2 separate regions of the Mus musculus genome follow, and region 2 is linked to region 1. The links are chromatin contacts, called in public Micro-C maps. All regions are on one chromosome and are shown on one strand. The core of a region is the stretch at or near the end of the contact, and the rest is flanking DNA. Distances in the headings are between cores, read along the strand shown. Region 1 holds the start of Tango2 (transport and golgi organization 2). Region 2 has its middle 8.9 kb from the start of Gm41429.

Region 1 (7,171 bases), core at 3,618-6,117:
CTCTTCTGATGCGTCTCAAGTCAGTTACACTGTACCTATGTATAATAATAAATAAATCTTTTAAAAAAATAAAAAGATAAAGGTGTGTACTACCCTATCTGGGCCTAAGATCTAGTGGGCTTTCAGATCCATTCAAGATCTTCATGCCAAGATCCAGGTCAGAAACTTGTGTCTTCCAGCCTCATGATCTGGATCACATGTGAGCCCTCCAATTCTGGACGGTAGCTCATTCCAGATATAGACAACTTGACAACCAGGAATAACCATTACAGACTAGATATAAGCAAGACCTGTCCATGGTGTCAGAAGGCAGACAGAACCATCTGGTCTCAGGGACAGTGTTGTGACAAGAAGAAGCAGATGCCTGGGCGACAGCAGTGGCTTTTGTCTCTGCCTGTGAATGGACTGGCTTCCTAATAGAATCCATCAAGTATGATGCTGAAAACCTGTGTGCCTGCCGTTGGCATGTTTCAAGACAAAGAAAGCTGCCTACTTCCAAAGAGCCCTAGAAGAAAACTCAGAAACCTTGCTCTCCCCATACTGATATATGCAGCAGAAACCAAGAGAGAATGAGCCGATGTCATGGCACAGAACACAGAGGCACAGGGCAGAGCACAAGTGGACTGTCTTATTTACCTGAGCACCGTGCAACATAACCCAGGACCTTGAAAAAAAGCAAGCAGGGTATGTGAACAGAAAGGTGGCAATGTGGGGCACACACAAAGGAACAGGAGTGATGTTTTTCTGACTTCCCAGCTGGAGAGCTAACAATTTGAGACAGTCTATCAGGGGTGTCTGGATCAAGGCTTTGGGCAGAGGCTTTGGGGCTCATGCAATCAGCTGACAACTTCAATGACAAGGAGTAAAAATATCAGTCTGAAAAAGATGGTCAGTGGCCAGGTCCTGCAGCCAAGTCACTGCTGGCTGTAGTAGCTCCTGGGGGTGAAGCTGTTCTTTTGGGCAGGACAAGACAGGAAGAAACTTCCGATGTGATGGGCTGTGATCTGGGCTCCAGGGAGTGCCAGCAGAAGAGGTAAACACATATGGAACACAGTGTCACCATTCCTGAGACCTTGGCTGAGAAATCCCCAGGCAACCAATCAGCTGCAGCACCCTCCTCTCCTCCCATCTTGGCAGCCAGAGCTCTGTAAGCCTATGCTGCTCAATCCAGCTGTTCCACAGCAGTTCACCATGACAAATTGTCTCCTGTGATACCTTCTCCTCAGATCTCCCCAATGCTCTGAAGACATTAATTCAACCTCACACCAGGGTGTCATTCACAGTTCAAAGGAATAGCACAAACCAAACATACTATGGGCTTGACAGAAAGCTTGATACAGGGCTGGCAAGCATTTCAGTTTTCTCTTGGTAGGAAGCCCAGCCTGTCCCTTGCCCCCACAATAGCGACAGGCCTGGCCCTCAGGTGGCTTCTATCACCTCATTTTGTATTAAATAATAAATACATAAAATAGGATATTCTGTTTAGTTTGTTTGTTTGTTTTTTGAAACAGGAGCCCTGGCTGATCTAGAACCAGACAAAATATGGCATTTCTTTTTTAAAAAAAAGGGGACGGGGTGGGCTAGAGAGATGGCTCAGTGGATAAGACTGCTCTTTCAGAGGTCCTGAGTTCAATTCCCAGCAACCACATGGTGGTTCACAACCATCCGTAATGGGATCTGATGCCCTCTTCCGGTGTGTCTGAAGACAGCTACAGTATACTCATATACATAAAATAAATATATCTTTAAAATAATTTATTTATGCATCTGATAGTTAGCTTACATGCATGCCTATGTGTACCATATGCATTCCTGGTGCCTGCAAAGGTCAAAGAGGATGTCAGGTTTCCTGGAAGGCGCTATCTGGTTGCTAGGAGCCAAACCCAGAACCTGTGCAAGAACAAGTGGCACTCGGGAGGCAGAGGCAGGCGGATTTCTGAGTTTGAGGCCAGCCTGGTCTACAAAGTGAGTTCCAGGACAGCCAGGACTATACAGAGAAACCCTGTCTTGAAATAAACAAACAAACAAGAACAAGTGCTTTTAACTATAGAGCCATCTCTAGCTCACAGCTTCTCCAGAGAGGATAGAGGCAAGCACTAAGACACCTTGCCAGTAGACACAAGTGTCAGCAGTATACCATGGGAGTAGTTGCTGGGACATGGAGGCATTTTTTTTTTTAAGTTTGTATACATGACTTTTGAAATCTCAAAGGGGAGCTGGGTGTAGCATGCACACCTGTGATCCTCCAACCTAGGAGGCAGAGACAGGAGGATGGCCAATTCAATGTCAGCCTAGGTGACATAGCAAGACACACACACACAGACACACACACACACAGACACACACACACACAGAATATTAAAGTTGACAGCACCCTGGAGGCCAAGAAATAAGACAGCCAGGAGCTCAAGGCCAGCCTGGGCAACATAGCAAGTTCTAGTCTCATCAAGACTATATTGCCTCAAAGAACAAACAATGAATAGTTGAGGTAAGAGGTGAAAATGGTACAGATTATCTCAAAAAATCAAGTTGGCTTGAGGTGATCTTGTTGTCAGGAGCCCTTTACCAAGCAGGCCCTGTGGTCTGAGTCAACACACGCCAGACTCACAGTTACTACTGTTGTAAGCTGACTGACACATCACCAAAGGACGAACTCTGGCTCTTCCCCACCTAGTGTCAACAACAAACTTGGCTCTGTTTCTAGAACTCCTCCAAGCCTTCCTGTCCTGTTCTTTGTACAGGTGATCGGTCACCCACATCCAGGGAAGGGCTAAGGGGTACCATATATGAGAGCAAGTAGGTGATCAGACTGCATCTAGCTGAGGCAGGGTGGAGACACAGGCCAATGACGTGAAGAGAAGCAAGGGCAGGACCTCCTCCTGGACCAGGGTTAATGCGTTTGCCAGCAAAAAGCAAGTGGCCCAGCACAGTCAGTGCTACGGGTGCCGACGCTTACCAGGATTTTCATATACAGATATTTTTACATTTGTTTGTTTGTTTGTTTGTTTTGAGACAAGTTCTCACTGTGTGGCCCTGACTAAGCTCACAGAGTTCTGCCTGCTTCTGCATCCCAAGTGCTGGGATTAAAGGTGTGAGCCTCCATGCCTGGCCTCATTTACAGGTATTTTATGTTAAGATAACAATACACTTAAGGCCTGAAAAAAATGCATATGATCTTGGGTATGGCCTTATCTCTCTTCCCAGACACAGTTAGAGAACCTCAAACAAAACTGTTGACAGTAAGATATCCTACCTTCCTCTATTCCCAGGGCTGAACTTTTGACTTTGAACCTAGTTAGGAGCCATGAATAAGACAGGACTTTTAAACCTCACTCAATGAGATGCATCAGAGAAGCGGAGAAGCTCCGAGCCCAAGCTCTGAAGTATGTTTTACTTTTTTCTTTTGGGCACCTCTTTTGTGCCTAATCTTCATACTTAAGCCTCTATTTAAATATCTTTAACACAATCTCCAACTCTGCTTCCTAAACTGGCTAGCCTGGAATTCTTTTCATCATCAAAGCCTGGTGTGATCTGAGACTAGGTCCTTAAAACTAGGGGAAATTCTCAGGCTGCTGACTTGACAGCTGGGAGCTGGGCCCCTCTGCCATGTGTCCCCCAAACACTTAAAGTAAAATAAAGACACAAAAGTAAAATGAAAATGTGGGATTGGGGACCATGTGGGGGAACCTGAAGAGATGTGAGCACCACAGCATCTCACATCCCAGCAGCAACACTAGGAATCTGGAGGAGGGGCAGAGGCTCTGTTCTATCTGGGAACAGTCACCCTCTCCAGCAGACCACATGACCCAGGAGGTCTCAGGGAAAGGGGAAGAAGCACGGGCCTGGAAGCCAATCACCCTGGCTTGCAGCAGCCTTGGAAACACATGCCTCCTTGGCTAGAGTTTACTTCACTATGTACAAGGTTGGACTAATGAAACTACCTTAAAAAATTGTCTAGAGGACATGTCTCTCACCTGTCCCTTATAGCTGTCACATCTACCCCATAGAAGATGGCTGAGCTTAGTAGTGGCAAAACGGTAGTCAGCAGGCCCAGACAGCAGACAGGTCTGCTGAGCAAGGCATTTGCAAGGGCATAGGGTGCACTCTAAAGACATGACTTATCGGGCAGAAGGAAACATAGGAAAGATGCTGAGGGTACATGGATGGATCTCAACATCAGGGCCTCCTTGTCCACTGTCCAAGAGGCAAACAAGCAAAACCTCAGCTGCCAATGAGCCTAGAGTGGGGCCAGACCTGGCCTGGATGCAGCCTACACGCAATGTCCTCCCGTTCTGAGCAAGGGTTCACTACGCCAGCCCAGTAAAGCCCATATCAGGCATAAGAATGACCCAGCACTTGCTGTCTACTCTGACATTCTGTGAAGCCCAAGGCCCCATCGGAGGTTTCAGAGTGAGAGGGGCGACATGACTAGGCTCCAGAGTAATTCTTGACACTGGAGACTGCAGCCCTTCACCCTGCAACAACCATGCAGCTCTCTGTCCCGCCAATCTAGCCTCTTACACAGCAAGTCTGCCCCTGCTGCCGAGACCCTTCCCCGCACCCAATCCTGACAGGGATAAATAGAAACATCTTCCAGTACCGTGAGGGTTTTGCTTTCAATTATCAGAGACAGTCTGGTCTGGTCTGTCAGACTAGAGTCCCGAACCAGCAGGCCGTTTAGTTTCCATTTAATGCCTTGGAAAGGGAAAACTGAATTATGACGAGAAGGGGCGGACCGCCTCGTCCTCGACCAACCTGATCCAGACCGCGTTCCAGGAGCCCGGCGCCCGACCTTGGGTCAGCCCCGCCAGGAGCGCAGCCCGCTAGCCCCAGCCACCCGCTGCACACTCACCGCCTCCGCCGCCGCCGACTTCCGGGTGCCGCACCCGCGGGCTTTAGCCTCCAGCCCAGAACCCGCCCGGCCCGCCTCCAGAGCGCTCGCTATTGGGCGCAGCAGCGAAGGGCGGAGCATCGAACCCAGAACCGCGGCCTTGTTGGCCGTATGTGCTGTCGCTTAGAGATATAGCGCTCCGCCCCCGCAGCTGCACCAAGACTGGAGATGCACCAAGGCTGGCGATGCACCAAGGCTGGAGCTGTGTGGGCATCTGGTCCTTTCATGCAGCCACAGCTCCTCAGCCTGTGGGTTATCTCTGTGAGACCCTGCACCCCGCCCGGTTCAGGCGCTGGACCCACCTCCACCCCCTTTAGACAAAGTCCTGGTCTTTATCTCTAGACCATATCATCTGTCCCAGATAGCCCTCCCCTCCCTTTGTCGCCTCCAAGTCTTACTAGACTGCCTGTATCCTTGGCCTCTGACTTCTCATCTATTGTATTCCCTGCACTAAAAAACAACACAGAACACGGACTTCTGCTCCACCGTGCCTTCCATAGTCCTTAAGAAGTCACAGAGGCTGTTCTGTGAGTCCAGACCCCCAAGGATGAGGAATTTACCATGCTTGAGCTATGTTTGGACAATGACTGGGACATTTAGAACAGGGCCAGGACAATCACTGGGGGCTTCCTGTACCTGTTAATATCAGGTTGTGTAAGGGGCTTGAGCATCCATCGCTAAGGTGGAGGGAGCATCAGAGGTCCTCCCCAAAGTGAGTACTCAGTACAAGGATCACAACCACATTAAAGACAATGATACTGTACTACAGACTCTCAACCCAGTTGACTTGATACCCAGTTCTCATTCACTCCACTTGAGAGATGTAAATATAATTGCTCAGAGCAGTTAAGCTATTCACTTGAAGTAAAATAAAGGGCTAGCAAGATAGCTGCCTGGGTATAGATGCTCGCTGTCAAACCTGGCCACCTGTGTTCCATCCTTGGGATCCACATGGTGGAAGGAGAGATCTGTGTCCTTTATGTTGTTCTCTGATCACCACATGTGCATTGTGGTATATACTCACAAAATAAAATGTAATTGATTTAAAAAAAAAATGCCGGGCTGGTGAGATGGCTCAGTTGGTAAGAGCACCCGACTGCTCTTCCAAAGGTCCGAAGTTCAAATCCCAGCAACTACATGGTGGCTCACAACCATCCGTAATGAGATCTGACTTCTGGAGTGTTTGAAGGCAGCTACAGTGTACTTACATATAATAAAAAAAAAATAAATAAATCTAAAAAAAAAAAAAAAAAAAAATGCCAAGTGGCATTAGCTGCCTGGACGATCTAGGTGCCATGGTCCCAAACTTCAATGCTGATGTTTTGCAGAAAACTGGAACTCAGAGAGGCGAAAGCAAGGCTGTAGCCAGACCCAGTCACAGCTCTGCCCTCTCTCACACAGCCTCACCAGCATTCCTCCTGAGAACTAAAGGAAATCATTTGCAAACATGACCAGACTCCGGAGACTATGACTCCTGGCCAGCAGGTGGCAGACCTAGCTAGGCACTTCCATTCTTCCTCCAGCTTAGCACAGTCACCCTGTGCTCCTGCCAGCTGTCTCCATCTGAGCTGCCAGATCACTTGGTCTACAGGACTAAGAGGTAGTCATGGACAAGCAGGACACGGGCTTGAGGCTAAAAGAGCATGGTCTGGGATATAGCAGATACACAGTAGCTTGTCCCCAAAGCACCAAGCCATGAATTCAGAGTGGGACAATGGCTGGATATGCTTTCTCATCAATCCTATCCATAAAGAGAGATGTAAGAACATGTTGAACAGTGGTTCGAATCCCATCACAGGCAGCAGGTGGCCCTTTGGGGGCGGGGGGGATTTGAACCTCTGCCCCAATTTTTTCCTTAATTATTTATTAACTTTACATCCTGATAGCAGCTCCCCTCCTTCCTCTCCTCCCAGTCCCAAATCCAACCCCCTATTACACCCTCCCCTCCTCCTCATAGAAGGGGGAGCCCCCCTTGGGTACCACCCCACCCTGGGACATCTAATCCCAGCACACCCTCTCCCTCTGAGGCCCAACTAGGCAGTCCAAATTAGGGGAAGGGGATCCAATTCCTGCCCCTATTTTTTTTTTTTTAATAGTTATGCACTCTGACATTCTCTCCCATTTGAGTCTGGCTCATTGTTCATTCCTCGAATGGGAGCTCACCACTTTTTGTAAACACCTTTTTAGGATTTAAGTGCCAACTAGTTAGGAAGTTCTTCCTGACAAACACTTCCTCTCTGTGGCTTTCCCCAGCACTATCCCTACAGAAATGGCCAGCAG
Region 2 (7,171 bases), core at 2,097-4,596, 340 kb after region 1:
AGGCTAGCCTGGGCTACAGAGCAAGATCCTGTCTCCAAAAAAAAAAAAAATGCTAATGGGGAAACATGAAATAAAACACCTTTAAGCCAGGCATGGTGGAACACACCTTTAATCCCAGCACTTGGGAAGCAGAGGCAGGTGGATTTCTGTGTTCGAGGCCAGCCTGGTCTACAGAGTGAGTTCCAGGACAGCCAGGGCTACACAGAGAAACCCTGTCTAGAAAAAAACAAACCAAACCAAAAACAAAATGAAATAAAACACCTTTAAAAATAAAGTAATTAAGAGGCAGGTGGATTTCTGAGTTTGAGGCCAGCCTGGTCTATAGAGTGAGTTCCAGGACAGCCAGAGCTACACAGAGAAACCCTGTCTTGAAAAAACAAAAGAAACAAACAAACAAACAAATAAAGTAATTAGAGCTGGAGAGATGGCTTTATGGTTAGGAATTCTTGCAGAGCACCTGAATTCAGTTCCCAGCACCCACATGGCAGTTCATAACATTCTGTAACTCCAGTTGTAGAGAATCTAATGTCTTCTTCTGACCTCTCAGGCACCAAGCACACATGTAGTGCACATGAATATATGCAGACAAAACATAAAATAAAATGTATAAATTAAAAAGAAATTAGGGTTTGAGAGATGGCTCAAAGTTTAAGAGCAATGACTGCTCTTTACAAAGATCCTGAGTTCAATTCCCAGCAACCACCTGGTGGCTCACAACCATCTGTAATGGGATCCAATGCCCTTTTCTGGTGTGTCTGAAGACAGCTACAGTGTACACATATACATAAAATAAAACAAACAAACAAACAAAAAAAAACAAAAACAAAAAATCAAATTAATTCTTTTGATAGGGTAAAAAAATAACAAGTCTAATGGCATTGAAAAATAACCATGAATAAATGGAAAGTGTTTTATTGCAAAGGAAAGTGTCTAATGCAAACTGGGTTAGTGAGCAGGAAGCAGGCGTGGCTGAACACAGGTGTTGGCTGCATCTCACGCTGTTGCACTTGCATCTCATCTTATGCAATTGGCTAATCAACACAAAGGGGAATGGGAGGGACAGGAAATGTGGACATTGTGGGGCTAGATATCATTTTTAGAATCATGCATTTTAATTGTGACCAGGTACACTCCCTGTGTCCATGTGCATCACTGTGATCATGTGCATCCCTGTGCCCATGTGCATCACTGTGTCCATGTGCATCACTGTGTCCATGTGCATCCCTGTGTCCATGTGCATCACTGTGCTCGTGTGCATCCCTGTGCTTATTTAATGTGGTCATGTGCACCTCTTGAGTCTCTCCCTCTCTTGCTCTCTATTGCTCTTTCATCTTCATGTCATATAGATGTGCATATTTAAAATAGCCCCTCCCCCCAATTTTGTAGCACTATTCACAACAGCCAGGGCATTGAATCAGTTTTGGTACCTATCACCAGATAGAAGGGTAAAAAAGTTATGGTGTATATAGTCAATGGATTTTTATTCATCCAAAAAGAATGAAATGACGTCATTTGCAGAAAAATGATTGCAATCGGAGAGCACTGTGTTAAGTGAAATAAGTCAACCTAAGAGAAATGCAGATCATTTTTTCTCTTAGGTGTGGTGCTTACACAGAAACTCTCACGTACTCAAGGGTGCCCCGTAGTCCATCCTTCATAGTGGAGAACCCCATTGTTGTCAACTGGGCAGATGTACAGCTTCTACAGGGTAGAAGGAAGGACCCTGGCAGCATCTTGGACCCTCAGACTGTGCCCACCATGCTCAGAGGCTTCACTGCCTCTCATCACTGAGGCTGCAGCAGAGCTGCCTGTGTGTGGAGGCCTTGCTACCCATGCTCTTCTCAGCAAGCTGCAAACTGCCCTGCCTCCAAAGGAGCTTACAAAGCAGCAGGCTTCTGCATAGTGAGAAGGAGGCATCTGTGTGACCCCCAGGCCAGGGTCCTGTGCTTGAAAGGGCAGCAAGGTGACCTGTCAGAGCACAAGGACAATCAGGGACTGCTTGTTCATCCACACATCCACACTCCCCACCCCCACCCCCAGGCAAAGGAGGTGGTGACTTCTCTCTGCTGGGTGGCCTAGTGATGCCTTGAGCTTCCCAGCTCGGTCTCTCTGAAACTTGCATGTGCTTATTTTACTTATTCGGTGGGAGGGGGCTCACTAGTTTTGGGGACAGGTTCTCATGTTTCTCAGGCTGGCCTCAAATGGACTATGTAGCTGAGGCTGAACTTCTGATTATCCTGCCTCCTCTTCCTAAACACTAGTATAACAAGCACAAGCCTTCAGCCAAGCCTGTTTTTCCTCTCCCCATCTCTCCACCTCTCCCTCCCACCCGGCTCTTTCTCTGACTTGGTCTCCCTATGCGGCTCAAGCTGGCCTGTAATTCAGGATCCTCCAGATCTCACCTCCTGAACCCGCAGGCACATTCTCATTTCAAAGAAACACTGGTGGGGGGGGGGGGGATTCCCCTTTTCAGGTTGGAAAGAGGGGCGTGTTATGGAAAGGGAGGAGAGGGGTACTGAGATAGAGATGTAAAGTGAGTGAGAGAAAATGAAGAGAACCTAGAAATAAACTATATAGCTAAAAAAATTTTAATGTGAATAGGACAGAAAAGAAACATTTATTATAATTTTAGCATAAAATGCCTTTCTTATAAAAAAATTTAAAATTCAAAGACCTAAGGAATAAAAGGCTAGTCGCTAGTCCTCAGACCGATTATTGACTTGGTGAGTGCCTACCCTGTGGCCGCGGCACAGGCTGACAACTCTGTCCCCAGGGGCTGCCGTGACCTCAATACACAAATAAGTCATTGCTTCAGCCTGGGCGGAGCGTGGGACCCGGGAGGCGCCAGGAGAGGGGGAGGGCGGGACCAGGCTGCCACAAACACTCCAGTCTCCAGGGCGGTGCGGTTTGCAGAAGGGCAGGAGGGAGGGCCTGCCCTGCGCTGCGCTGAGCTGAGCTGAGAGGTCAGCAGACGGCTGGGCCCCAGTTCAGTCTGCAGCGCTGGTCAGCCTCTCCTGGAACATGAGAATCCTACTCTTCCCAGAGCTGGCCTGCACTCACCTCTGACAAATCAGAACCCTGCGTTCTGGGCTTGGAGAATGTCTCAATAAAACTGAGAAGAGTGGAAGAACGGGGAAGAACAGAGAGAGGGAAAGAAGGAGGGGTGGGAAGAAGGGTGAAAAACACACAGAGAGAGACCCAGAGAGAAGGAGACACACAGGGAGAAACGGTGTTTATATCTAAGCTCAGGCCCGCCTTCATTCCAGAGTGCTCACTCAGCCCAGATCTTCGGAGCCCAAGGCAGAAGGTGACTCAAATCATGGCAGGGCAATCTGAGTGATTTGGCCAGTTTCCACCGACAGGGGGCCTCAGATCCCAGCTATCAGGCAGATGGGCAGTAAATGTCATGGTTGGATCTCTGTAGGGCACGTGCTGGACAGAAGCTGCTTTTTCTGGTGTGGTTTTAGTTGACGTTGGTCTTAGTCGCCAAGAGAGGAGATATCTCACGGCTCTGACTCCCTAAGGGCAAGGCTCTGCTTCAGCAAAGGTGAGCATGTAGAGAAGGGAGGGAGGAAGCTGGAGAAAAACCTGCGGTGCTTCCACCCAACAGGGTCAATGGAAACACACCACACACAGACAGAGGACTCACTCAGAGAGACACACACAGACACACATAAACATACACGCAGACACACTCACAGACACATACACAGAGACAGACATGTACAGTACAGAGACACATGCAGACAGACATTCACAGAAACACATGAACACTCCTATAAACACTGACAGATACATGTACAAAGACAGACAGACACACACACACACACACACACACACACACACACACACACACACACACACGCGCGCGCGCGCGCGCACGCGCGCGCGCATGATGAGTACCTTGGAGAGATTGCTTACATAGCATCCATAGACCCTAAGTTCTGAAGCTGCCCATATCCCAGGCACAATCAACCAGGTAATTCAGAGACTGACCCAGTGTTCCCTGACTCTCAAAACCAACATTCCTGAAACTTCCCCTTACTGATCCCTTCTCCCTGTGGATTTTTTGTACAGCCTTGGGTACATAGGCATATGAAATAGATCGACAAAATAAAAAATTTTAAAAAGATTTATTTATTTATTATGTATATAAGTACACTGTAGCTGTCTTCAGACACTCCAGAAGAGGGAGTCAGATCCCATTACAGATGGCTGTGAGCCACCATGTGGTTGTGGGATTTGAACTCAGGACCTCTGGAAGAGCAATCAGTGCTCTTAACCGCTGAGCCATCTCTCCAGCCCCTACAAAATCAAATTTTTATGTGATAAACAACCATAACAAACCATAAAGAATTTTGTTTTAAAATGTCTTTGGTGTACCTGTAATTTACCATTTATTTACTTTTTAAAAATCCCCAAATTTGCATGCTAATGAAATAAATGTACTTATTTATTTTTGCTCTAAGAATTAAAAATTGGGAGTTGGAGAGGTGGCTCAGTGGTTAAGAGCACTGTCTGCTGTCAGAGGACTCTGGTTCAATTCTCAGCACCCACATCGCAGCTCACAAATGTATACAACTCCCGTTCCCTGGCACCCTTCATAGATATGCTTGCTTGCCATCCTCCTGTTTCAGACTTCCAATTTCTGTGATTATAAGTAAATGTCATGGCTGGATCTCTATGACGCACCTGCTGGATGGAAACTGCAAATCTGCCTATAAGTGTTATTTGAAAAAAATTAAACATTTTCCAGCATGTGGTTGGTTGGGTTCGGGTCAACCCCGATAAGAGTGTCAAGTGTGTGTCGAGTTGACACTAGAGATGATGGGAGAGATTGGGTGGGACTCGTGTGCTCTGTGCATGGTGGGAGACACTGCTGTGTGGGACTCCTGTGCTCTGTGCATGATGGGAGACACTGCTGTGTGGGACTCGTGTACTCAGTAACATGCTCTCTGCCTCACCTCTGCTTCCTTTACCTAAAGTACTTTCCAGCAGTGCACAGCCATGTTATTTTCTCTAAATATTATTAAGTTATGTGTATGGCTGGAGGGCAAAGTAGAGGGAACCTGTACCTGAAGACTGCAAGGAGCAGGGCACCCACCCCTTGCTGGAGTGCTGGGATGCTCTGGGATGGCCTGAGTGCATGTCCTAGTGGATTGCACACATTTTAGGTTATGCAAGTCAGACTTCAGGAACACCATCTTAAAAAGTAACTGAAGGGCTGGGAAATGGCTCACTGGATGAAGTGCTTGCTATGCAAGCACCAGGGCCTGTGTCTACCTGTACCTGTACCTGTACCTGTACCTGTACCTGTACCTGTACCTGTACCTGTACCTGTACCTGTACCTGTACCTGTACCTGTACCTGTACCTGTACCTAGCCCCAGAGCTGGGGAAGGAAATAGGATAGGTCCCTGGAACTTATTGACCAATCCACCCAGCTGATTGGTCAAGCTCCAGGTTCAGTGAGAGACCTTATCTCACCTTATCTCAGTAAGTAGAGAGCAAATGAGGTTGTCCTCTGCCTCCCACATATGTGTACACCGCCTGCTTCTCTCTCTCTCTCTCTCTCTCTCTCTCTCTCTGTCTCTCTCTCTCTCTCTGTCTGCTGTGCACACATCATAAACAAACAAACAAATAAATATTGACCCCCAGCTGAGGTTGCAGCTCCAAGCACCTCATCCAGGGGTGAGCATCCCAGGATGAAGAGGCCACTGGACACAGGAGATGCTATACTCTCTCTTGCCCTGCATATTGCTTGGTAGGTTTACTGAGTTTTGGCTAGCTGAATGCCCCACACTCTCCCTTCTAAGCCAAGTTCAAGGGACTCTCAGCCATGTGTGTTCCTCCTGTGCGGCATTTGTTCCTGTGAGCTTAGGTCTCTTCACTTCAAGCTGTCAAGAACAAAGGCTGTGCTGGAGCCCCACTCACCTGCCCTGCTGCAACTTCATCCCCCAGAGCATAAACAGGAAGGGTCTGGCAGGCCTGGGAGCCAGGGTTGTGTGTCCTGTGTTGAGGAGAAAGTGCCAAGGACCTTGAAGCTTTGGCACTTTCACTGGAACTAAGGGGGCTTTGTGAAGAAAAAAACCCAAACAGCATTATAGCTCTTCCAGAACACACAGGAGGCACTGTGGGCTGACACGGTCTGTAGATGCCAGGATCTGCTCTGTGAGGATGCTCCAGTGCCTTGGTACATATGCACTCATGGCCCTGTGGGTGTCTGCTTTCACTTGTGAATTGGCAGGTTTCATGACACCTGTTCTCTGACCAGAGAGCTTCCTGTTGGCCTTTGCCCTAACTCTAAGCTGTGTATGCTGGAAAGGCATCCAAGCAGATAGCTAAGGGATAAATTAGCCTCTTCTTGGGGTACATGGGACTGGATATTGTGCTTGGAACTGCAGCAGCCATGTTGTTATAAGGAGGGAAACCAAATGAGGGTAAGTGACTGAGCCAGGAACTTCTTCCTATTTGACCTTGCACTTCCTGTCCTGTGAGATGTATAAAGCACTTAGAAAGGTTATACAGGGATGTAGTTTCAGGTGGGAACAGGGGGGTGGCCTGGCTGGCTCTCTGGAGCCAAAGACCTTAGAGACTCACCTGCTCCAGGTTGATCAAAGGCAAAAGTCAGACACAGCATCTGTTGTGGGCAGCCATTGCTTATTGATGAGATGCAGGGTCACAGGTTACATAACACATAGATGGAGACAGGCACAGAGCTGTTGGATTTGACCATGTGTGGACAGAGGGTTGACTGAGGCCGTGGCTGAGCAGGACCATAGCTAGGTGGGGGGGGGGGGGCATGGCTGGGTGGGGCCATGACTGGATAGGGCCATAGCTAAGTGGGACCATGGCTGAGTTTGGCCATGACTTGGTGGAGCCATGGGTGGGTGGGGCCATGGGTGGGTAGGGCCATGGCTGAAGGACCCTTTTTGAGGCTTGGAGATTTGAATCACTCTATGGATGAGAGGGTGGTTACAGCTGCCAGGACAAGGGGACAGAGTAAGAATCTGGGGTGAGTCTGGCCCCAGAGGCAGTGAAAGGGGTCTGCACAACTAGATGGTCCACGCAGGGACAGGCAGGAAGCTTGGTTGTGTTTCCCTGTGAGCAGTTTTTCTGCCTCTGTAAGTTTGAAGCTCCCACTTCCGAGGGTCTGTTTGCAGACATTTTCT

Evidence for each region. A called contact is a pair of places that touch in the nucleus more often than the background predicts.
Region 2: a Micro-C map of the HL-1 cell line shows a contact between it and region 1, with 2.4 times the contacts expected there. The contact joins the enhancer-like site here to the promoter of Tango2 in region 1. A contact is called at or near these places in 9 of 39 promoter capture datasets (the 3T3-L1 cell line, 3T3-L1-derived adipocytes, the C10 cell line and 5 more), 1 of 15 datasets of contacts at CTCF or cohesin (the NIH/3T3 cell line), 12 of 484 Hi-C or Micro-C datasets (the G1E-ER4 cell line, the HL-1 cell line, the N1E-115 cell line and 8 more), 1 of 115 datasets of contacts at active chromatin or transcription factors (pancreatic cancer cells) and 2 of 9 other capture datasets (liver and pancreatic islet).

The regions. Positions count from the first base shown.
Region 1 is chr16:18,339,043-18,346,213 of GRCm38.p6, forward strand. It overlaps Tango2 (transport and golgi organization 2), which reads right to left and starts at 4,868. Exons shown (of 9, transcript NM_001359109.1): 1 at 4,756-4,868.
Region 2 is chr16:18,684,230-18,691,400 of GRCm38.p6, forward strand. No RefSeq gene overlaps it. Among named protein-coding and RNA genes, the nearest start is that of Gm41429, 8.9 kb to the right of the region's middle. Within about 2 kb of position 3,347, at least 313 of the 459 cell types and tissues checked have an H3K27ac peak or open chromatin away from gene starts, as enhancers often do. A contact at or near this core is called in 3T3-L1-derived adipocytes, the HL-1 cell line, the N1E-115 cell line and 13 more, where this site is marked.